Regions from separate parts of the Sus scrofa genome. Here region 1 is linked to region 2. A link is a contact called in public Hi-C data. All regions are on one chromosome and are shown on one strand. Each heading gives the region's core, a stretch centred on a gene start, on an enhancer-like site or on the middle of the called end of the contact. The rest is flanking DNA. Distances are from core to core; before and after follow the strand shown. Region 1 overlaps RBPJ (recombining binding protein suppressor of hairless). Region 2 overlaps RBPJ (recombining binding protein suppressor of hairless).

What was found. A called contact is a pair of places that touch in the nucleus more often than the background predicts.
Region 1: a Hi-C map of embryonic fibroblasts shows a contact between it and region 2, with 5 times the contacts expected there. The contact joins two enhancer-like sites. A contact is called at or near these places in 1 of 5 promoter capture datasets (liver), 25 of 47 Hi-C or Micro-C datasets (adipocytes, adipose tissue, alveolar macrophages and 15 more) and 2 of 2 datasets of contacts at active chromatin or transcription factors (alveolar macrophages and skeletal muscle).

Annotation. Positions count from the first base shown.
Region 1 is chr8:20,140,127-20,144,549 of Sscrofa11.1, forward strand. RBPJ (recombining binding protein suppressor of hairless) reads left to right here. Exons shown (of 11, transcript XM_005666567.3): 3 at 1-28. Among named protein-coding and RNA genes, the nearest start is that of CCKAR, 58 kb to the right of the region's middle. Within about 2 kb of position 2,780, at least 4 of the 83 cell types and tissues checked have an H3K27ac peak or open chromatin away from gene starts, as enhancers often do. A contact at or near this core is called in embryonic fibroblasts, where this site is marked.
Region 2 is chr8:20,066,854-20,071,375 of Sscrofa11.1, forward strand. All of the region lies in intron 1 of RBPJ (recombining binding protein suppressor of hairless), which reads left to right. Among named protein-coding and RNA genes, the nearest start is that of CCKAR, 130 kb to the right of the region's middle. Within about 2 kb of position 2,213, at least 4 of the 83 cell types and tissues checked have an H3K27ac peak or open chromatin away from gene starts, as enhancers often do. A contact at or near this core is called in embryonic fibroblasts, where this site is marked.

The sequences.
Region 1 (4,423 bases), core at 1,530-4,029, 74 kb after region 2:
CACAGAAGTCATATGGGAATGAAAAAAGGTAAGATTATTGTTTTTCTGGTGGATAATTAATAGCTGATAATAGCTGTCACATGAATTTGCAAATGATGTATTAGTACGCGAGTAAGAGAATGATTTCTATTGGATAATTATAAGTACAAACTGAATAGTAGGGAATTTTTCTCTATTAAATTGTAGCTTATTTAATAAAGATCCTCTGCCTAAAACCCGGATTTCACAAAATGAAAGAATCTTTAATTTTGGGGGAAAGCTGCGTGATGTTCCCTAAGTATTTCTGTGATACATTAGCTCATTCCAAAAGTAGTTTTTCCTTTTTGTGAAAGTATACTTGTACAAAGAAATGAGACTTCAGGAGTGCAAAGGCAGGGGTGATTGTGAAGAAAAGGATTCCCAGCTCTCTCCACCTTGACCCTGTGTCTGTTCTTGTTAAGCACAACGGCAAAGCTGAGCTGGTCCTCGCACCACATGAATGTGGGACTACAGAAAGGGCCTGCCAACCAGATTAGCCAAACTTAAATTATAACAGGGATTTTTATATTTAGAATTTGTCTTACTATCTTTTAGATTTCAGCTTTTGTGGTGTGTAATTGTGGATTTTTGCTATTTGTTTTTTCACTTGGTTCCTGGAATTTTCTTAGTTTCTCTAGTCTTTGTCTTTCAGACAAAGACATTTTGTGGACAAGCTGTTTATGGGGGAAGATGAAAGATTTTTTTTTGGATTGATTAGAAAGACACCAAAACTGATGTGGGAGAAGGAATGAAAACTCAGGTTTGGGTGTTGGGTTAAAAGGAATGAGTAGCATCTTAAGAGTTTGTGAGATAAAGAAAATCTTAGCATATGCATAAGAGAAGGGAAATGTAGTATATAATTAATTTACGTGCTACAAGCATTTTAAGTAGTCTTTTTCTCGAAGTCCTCTAAATCTGAACTGAAAAGAAGGTGAAACTATTTAGTTGATAATTTTATCCTCCAAGAGAATGAATATGTGAAAACAGTATTTCAGAATCATACTGTCCAGTGTTCTTTTTTAGTTATTCCAGTGTACTAAATTTCTGATTATTCTGTTTTACTTCACTAATGAAACTTAATCATCTGATTTAGAGTTAAATGTAGGAAGAAGTTGGTGCCTACAGTTTGGGACATAGAAACCAAATCCAGATAGTAGCCACTTTTTGCATGAAATTAATACTGGAAATTCAGGTCCTGCTTCTAATGATGAAAACTTATGTATCTAAGAGATTGTCTTCTGTCCATTTAAACAAAACAAGTCAATACCCTGATTGCTTGAGATGGGTCTAAAAGGCCAGCCTTGTACCTCATAGTGAATCTGAAGAAGGAACCATTTCCCTAGTCATGAGCTTGACATTGTTCTGGAAATGCCTTACAAATATCTTTAAATTTTAATCCTCAGAATAATATTATGGAGTAGACATGTTTTAATTCTCATTTTGTGAATAAGAAGACTAAAGATAAGAGATTAACATGCCCAGGTTCACTTTAGTTAGGAGTGATGGAGCCAGGACTGGAACTCCTGGGTCCGTAATTCTAAATTTCATATTTTTTTTCATTTCCCTTATTTTTATTACCTTCCATTTTGCATTTGAGTGTTAATTATCTAAAGCAAGGTTTGGGCATGGAGAAGTTACCTAAGAACCTAAATATGCCTAAAGAACCCAAACTTTATAAACTTAACTTTGCCTGAGATTCTCTCTTTTACCATTAACTAAGTGAGATTGGGCTGGATCTAATGGAAATACGCATAAACATATGTTCACTATATAGCTGCCAACCTGGGCAGTGTTGCTGTTTTTTTCCCCCGGATTTTTGAAGATAGGTTTTAGTACAATTAGATTGATTTATTGCCTCATTTATTCTGCATTTCTGATAATGTTAGAGCCCAGGTACTATGCAAAAGGCTCTTCGTTGGGAATCTTAAAAACCACTATATCATTTAATACTATGATGGATAACTGAGGCCCGGTGGAAATAATAGAAGGGGAAGAGCTATTCAAAAAAGTATAGTCCAGATAAGGTTCCTCTTTGTTAGTAAGCGTTAAAATACAAAGCTGTAGTGGCTTATCAAGTTAAAATAGGTGATTTAATGGTTATCTTTTATTATGATGGCCTTTGTTTTTTTATATTTTAGAATTTTTATTGGGATAAGTAGTTGACTTACAAAGTTGTGGTAAGTTCAGGTATACAGCAAAGTAAATCCGTTATACGTATGCATATATCCATTCCTCTTTAGATTCTTTTCCCATGTAGGTTACCACACAGTACTGCGTAAATTCTCCTGTGTTATACAGTAGGTCCTCATTCCTGTCTGTTCTCTATATAGTCATGTGTATATGTCAATCCCAGCCCCATAATTTACCCATCTCCTACTTTCTCCTTTTGTATGATTGCCTTTATTTTCAGCTTCTTTCTATTATTTGGGTATAGCCTGGTCAGTCTAAAACCCCAAAGGAAAGCTCAAAGAATCTAAGCTTCTGACTCCAAAAAATGGGGAAAAAAAAAAAAAAAGAAAAAGCCAGAATAACCTCTTTCATATGTATTAAAATTTCTAGAAGAAACATGCACTAGTTTTACAATAAACGTAGAAACCTATTAAAATTACTCTAGTTTTTAATAGTGTTAGTAAGGGTCTGCTAACAGAGTCCAGCCTCCTGGATGACTAGTAAGGCTTCCTGCCGGAAGAGGTCTTGTCCTGTAGCCCCTAGCGGAGTGCAGTGGAAAGAGGAAGCTCTGCTTTCGTCCTTGCTGATCATATTCAGGCCTTTTTGAAAAACTGCTAAGGCGTTAGGCATGAGGTAACCTGGGGACATGACCACAACAGTCCTCTTGGCTTACAAAGTAACTCCAATGAATGATGCTAGAAATATTTGGTCAGGAAGTTTTATCCTAAAATTTAAAATTGTTCTCAGTATTCACTTTTGTGCTTGATAATGAGTATTTATTTGCGTAACTCATCTGGTATCCCATTTATGTTCATGGTTAGTTTTATTTTTTCATTGAAGAAGGTCTTTCCAGATTGAAAAATAAACTTAAAAAAATTATTTTGTCTAGAAGAAAATTTCCATTAAAGATATGGAAACGCCATTTGACATATTAACATTCCTTCAACTTTGTGTCAGGGCAAGTATGAATAATCAGCAAAGGGTAATGATTCTGCCAAGAAAGTTAGATAATGCAAATGATGTTTTTGGATTTTTGTCTAACCTTATATATTGGGCTGAATAAAAAAGCTTCTTTGAGTCTGTAAGGTATTTTCCAGACTTCATCTCAAAATTTGAGGGAAAAAGTTGTTGAATCACCGAAAATAAAGAGTGATTGTTTGAACTAGGAAATTATTAAAATCATAAATGTGTGCATAACGCCACCAAGTGGCCGATAAAAAGCATTGCTTGTCACAGTTTATTAGATGGAGCTACTGGGAAAGATTAGAAAATAAAGGCATATTGTTTCCTAAAATATCCTTTTTTAGAAACTGTTAAACTCTGAAAGTTGACCTCTTGATGGTCAGACTTTTCACTGAGTGTTTGGTACATATTGACCAACTGTCCAAATTAAAAAAGAAAATTGATTCACATGCTATTGTAAGGGTGTATTTTGTTTTACTTTTGGTTAATTGACATTTTTTTCTTTTTCCCTTTAACTTCCTTTTTTCCCCCCTCTTTTCTCTCGCTCTCACTCTCGCTCTCTTTTTTTTTTTTTTGGTCATACCCATCACATACAGAAGTTCCCCTGCCAGGGATTGAATCTGTACCACAGCAGTGGCCTGAGCCACAGCAATGAGAATGCCAGATTCTTAACCCACTGAGCTACCAGGGAACTCCCTCCTTTCTTTTGTCTTTTTTCTTGTTTGTAGTTTTTTTGTATTGAATCTTAACTTTGGTTTGATTATTAAATTATTTCTGAAGCCTATGGAAATGAAGAGTTGATTCATTAGCTAGTTTTTAGGGGGTGGCCATATAGGGGTGTTTAAAATATGATTTCATCATTGCACGGTAGAAATTATCTTAATGTTTATATTGGATTTGCTGTTTTCTTGAATCACAACTTTCTCAAATAGTCAAAAGTTGATATAAAAGTAAGACTAGTTCAGAGGCAGTTGAAGAATCTTCATTTTTCTTAAGTTTATTATATGATTGGAAAGCATTTTCAATTATAGAACCTCGGTCAGTGTCTAGAGTGGCGAAGAATTTCTTGTCGACCTGATTTTATGTCCTATTGGTTTCATGCTGTTTTATCACAGTACTCCTGAGAAGACTAGCACTACGGAGCCTTTTTACAGTTTTAGCCCTCTTTCTGTTTTTTAAATATGAAAGTGTCTTTTACGGTAGCTTGCTGAGATTTGAGTACTACATTTGGTACACTGTATTAAAACACAGCTCTTTGAATTTTATAGCCAGT
Region 2 (4,522 bases), core at 963-3,462:
TTTTTAACAGGGAGAGGGATAAGACCACAAGTTGGGGTGTGTGTGTGTGTGTGTGTGTGTGTGTGTGTGTGTGTGTGTTTGTATGTGTTGTGTAAGAGCTTGACGATCTGTCAAGCTCAAATGTAATAACACATTGTGAGATTGTGGAATGCCTTTCCTCTATTGATTTGTTTTCTGCATGTGGTAATTTTTTTTTTTTTTTAATGGTTGCACAAAATGTTTTCATTAAACTCTAGGCCAAGTCTGTTAATAGTGATGACTACTTTTCAGTATACCTTGTATTATTAATGCTTTGTCATTTACTCTAAATATTTTCTAACAACCAGAACCCTAATTTCAGACTTGACCCTTGGCCTAGGAAAGTGTTTTGTATTTGGGAGACACTCTATAGATATTTATTGAACAAACAAAACCTGTTGACTTCCCTCTTCCTGATAGGTGATGTCGTGTCCCATAGTTCCCCAAGCCAAGTTTCTGGATTACTCTCTTAACACTAACCCTTTGCATCTAATCACTAAGAACTGATAATTTTCTTTCGTGAAAAATCTCTTGAATCTGTCTCCATCCTCACTGCCACAATCATGCTCTCACCTGGATTACTACAGATGTTGGCAGCTTTGTCTTTCTGCTTCTAGACACCCCTTTATCCAGTTTCCACTTAGTCTTTCCAAAGAGCAAATCTGATCACTTCACTCTTTAGTTTAAAAACCTTTCAATGGCTCCCCCTAGCAGCCTTCATTAAGAGAGGCAGCAGAATGGAGAGTTTATGAGCTCACTTTTGGGATTTAATCTGAACTGGGTTCCAGTTCTATCTCTGCCAGTTAAAACCTCTGTAAGACTGACAAACGAGCTAATGTCTCCTTAGCTCCTCCTTCATTTGCAAGGTAATTTTCCTTAGTTCTGTGGGTTATTGTGAGGATTACAAGCAAGAAAACATTTTGGGATGTCTGGCACATACCAAGTACTCAAAAAATGTTAGCTGGCATGGCATATGGGGTCCTCTATAACTATTTCATTTACCTTTTCCCCAGCTGAACTGTTTGCCTTTCTCTCATTTCATATTCAATTCTTCAGCTCTATTCTTCAGCTCTATTTAAGAACTTGGAAGTTCCTTGCTTGGGCTCAGCAGTTTAAGGTATTCCTGTGCTTGAAGCATGCTGGTGTTAGTAGGTTATTATTTCAAGATATCCATCTGAGGATATTCTGACCAGATCCACCAGGCTGGATTCAGCGCCCCTCCCTTGTGTCCTAAAAGGACACCTCACTTGGAAGTGTCATACTGAGTCGTAACAAAAGGCAATTGGTTACCTTATGACAGGTAACATTAAAAAAATTATTTGTATTTTCTTATACTCTAAAGAGTGTCTAGAACATGATAAGGACTCAGTAAAAGGTTTTTTGAACAAAGGACTCGGAATCCTTTGAAACTTTGATGCAAACATGATTCGTATGAGCCGAATTTGATGTGTACATATGTTGATTATATAAATAGGGAATCTATTGCTGAAGTACACAAAGGAATTGATATTTTCGGCTATAGGCAGTCTCTAGCCCCGAGAACATTGTAGTAAAACTCTTAGATAAAAGATGTTTTTGGATTATTAGAAAATACTGTATTGTTTGTACAAACCGACAAGCTTAAATATTGCATTTTGGTTTTTGTATAGTTGACTATTCATTGTTTTTCAAAAGTTTCCATTATTTTTAAATGTTTCAAATACTTATTAAGTGCAAAAGGACGTACGTTAAATCTTACAACACTATAAACTGCTTTTTGGGGGGATCACACCATTGCTATATAATCTTCCGGAACACTCAGGTTTTGCGGACAGATTACTTACAGACAATTTTTCCAAGTTTTAGGTTCTTTTTCTGTAAAGTAAGAATGCTGCTTTTGTTGTGTTTATCTGACAGGCACACTGTGATTATCAATCAAGTAAGGTGAAATATGTGAAATGATAAAGGTCAAAATGAAACAATGTATACATAAGCGATTTGTAAGTAATAAAACCCTCTATACAAATACTTTAATTGTAATAATCAGTTTCTCCTGGTAACCTTTCACAGGCAGGGTTCAAGATGGGCTTTTTTATATTGCAACCTGTGGTTTGTGGGTCATGTTTTAGGAAGGCAGCGGTGTATTTAGTGCAGAGGACCACAGCCCTTGAAATATGTGCCTTGGCATTTTGAGCAGACATATTTGGTAAATTACTGCTTGACCACGGATGTTGTCATTGAGTCACCCCCAACTTTTTGGGATCTGCTTCTTATTGCTCTCTTCTCTGCCGGGACAGCCATAGTGATGTAGGAATGTTGAGTGCCCAGCTGCTACCATCTCTCAGACATCCTGCCCAGAGTTCTGGATGCCCCTTAGGCCTGGCACAGCATTGTGATGTTGCTGATGCCTCATTAGGCCTGCTTCTGCTTCAGGGAGTGAAATGATATCCTAATGGTGTGAAAAGGGTAAGGCATTTCCTGAACATAACTTAGTGCTGGGGAAAGCAACCATTGGAGGCACTCTGGCTTGGTTTGTATAATTGGTAGTAATTACTTATCTGTATAAATATTTGTAGGTTTGTTGTGTTGGGACAATGCAGAGTGATAAGCATGACAGCGTTTCAGTCAGATTGGTAAGATCATGGCAGTTTTGGGAATATTTGAACTATTTTACCTTAACAAAAAGATGGAAACCACTGCTTCTCAGGTATCCTGAGTTGCAGAAGCCTTCCAGTGAAATGCTGCACTGGTTGGATGTGAGATGAAGTACACTAGAAAACCAAGTTTACCCTTTAAAATCACCCTCCCACTTTCTTTTCTTTTTTTGTTTGTTTGTTTGTTTTTTGTCTTTTTGCCTTTTGTAGGGCTGCTCCCGCAGCATATGGAGGTTCCCAGGCTAGGGGTCCAATCGGAGCTGTAGCCGCCAGCCTGCACTAGAGCCACAGCAACGCGGGATCTGAGCCGAGCCGTGTCTGCAACCCACACCACAGCTCATGGCAACGCCAGATCCTTAACCCACTGAGCAAGGCCAGGGATCGAACCTGAAACCTCCTAGTCAGATTCATTAACCACTGAGCCACAACGGGGACTCTCCACATGCTTTTCTGTATTCAATATTTTTAACTTAGCCTTAGAGCTAATTTTTTTGTGAATTTGTTAACTAGATGATAGAGTGGTAAGTGAATAAGAAGAGTTTCTCATAAAAAGTTTATATAACCAGGAAAAATGTTTGTCACTTTATGAAACCCTGTTATTTTTTATTAGTGTGGTAAAGATTGTGTTATATAACTGTAGTATTAGTTGCCTTATAAAATAGAGAACCAGTGTTAATGGATTTTTTCTTTATTATTATAAACACCTTTTTTTTTTTTTGGCCTGTGAAGTTCCCAGGCCAGCGATCTGATCTGAGCCTCACTTGCTACCTACACTGCAGCTGCAGCAATGCCGGATCCTTAACCTGTCCCAAACAGAGTTATAAATGATATATTGACACATTATCATCTCCTTAAGTCCATAGTTTACGTTAGGGTTCACTCTTGGGGTACATTCTGTGGGTTTAGGCAAATGTATACTGTATCTCCAAATGTATCTACCATTGTAGAATACAGAGTACTTTCATTGCCCTTAAAAAAGCCTCTGGGCTCTGCCTGTCCTGTCCGTGGCATCCTCCTCCCTTACCCCTGGCAACCACTGAAGTATTTATTTTCTCCATAGTTTCCAGCATACTTTTTCAAATCATTTAACTTTTGGTTTGAGTATGAGAAAATTTTTTCATGCAAAAAATTATGTAGTTCTCTACAAGGCTCCTGGTTTGTACACCAGCTGGAGAAAATAGAAACATTGAGGTCCCCAGACGTGAAGGGATGGTTAAGGGAAATGAAGGGTATAACCATGCTTTAGTGATTCTCCTTTCTAATTGTTATAATAATGTTATATTTGTTAAAGAATGTTATTGAGCACTTAGTAGGTATAAGAGTTGTATACTGGCCTTATAAAGATGGCTAAAAAATGGTTCAGCAAAGCTCATGATTTAGTGGAAAGTACACAGGTAATAAGAGAGATTATAAGTGTATAACAGATTATAATGTTGGTGGGAATGCCAGTGTGAATGATTATCTCTTTAAAAAATTTTTTTTCCTACTTTTTAATTTTTGTTTTTGAATGATTATCTCTTAATTTGAGTTTGTATGGTGGGGTAGGAAATAAAACTGGAAAAGTGGTTGGTGCCTCTTGGAGGACCTTGAGTGCTAATGAGCTAAGGTTTTGAATATCAATTAGGAATTGGAGGGGTTGGAGTTCCTGCTGTGGCACGGTGGGTTAAGTAAGGATCTGGCATTGTCTCTAAGGCACTCTTGAGTGAGTTCGATTCCTGGCCGGGTGCAGTGGGTTAAGGATCCACTGTTGCTACAGCTGTGGGGTAGGTCGAAGCTTTGCCTGGTATTTGATCCCTGGCCCAGGAATTTCCATATGTCAGGGATGTGGCCAGAAAAAGTAAAACAAAACAAAAAAGAACAAAAAAAGGAGG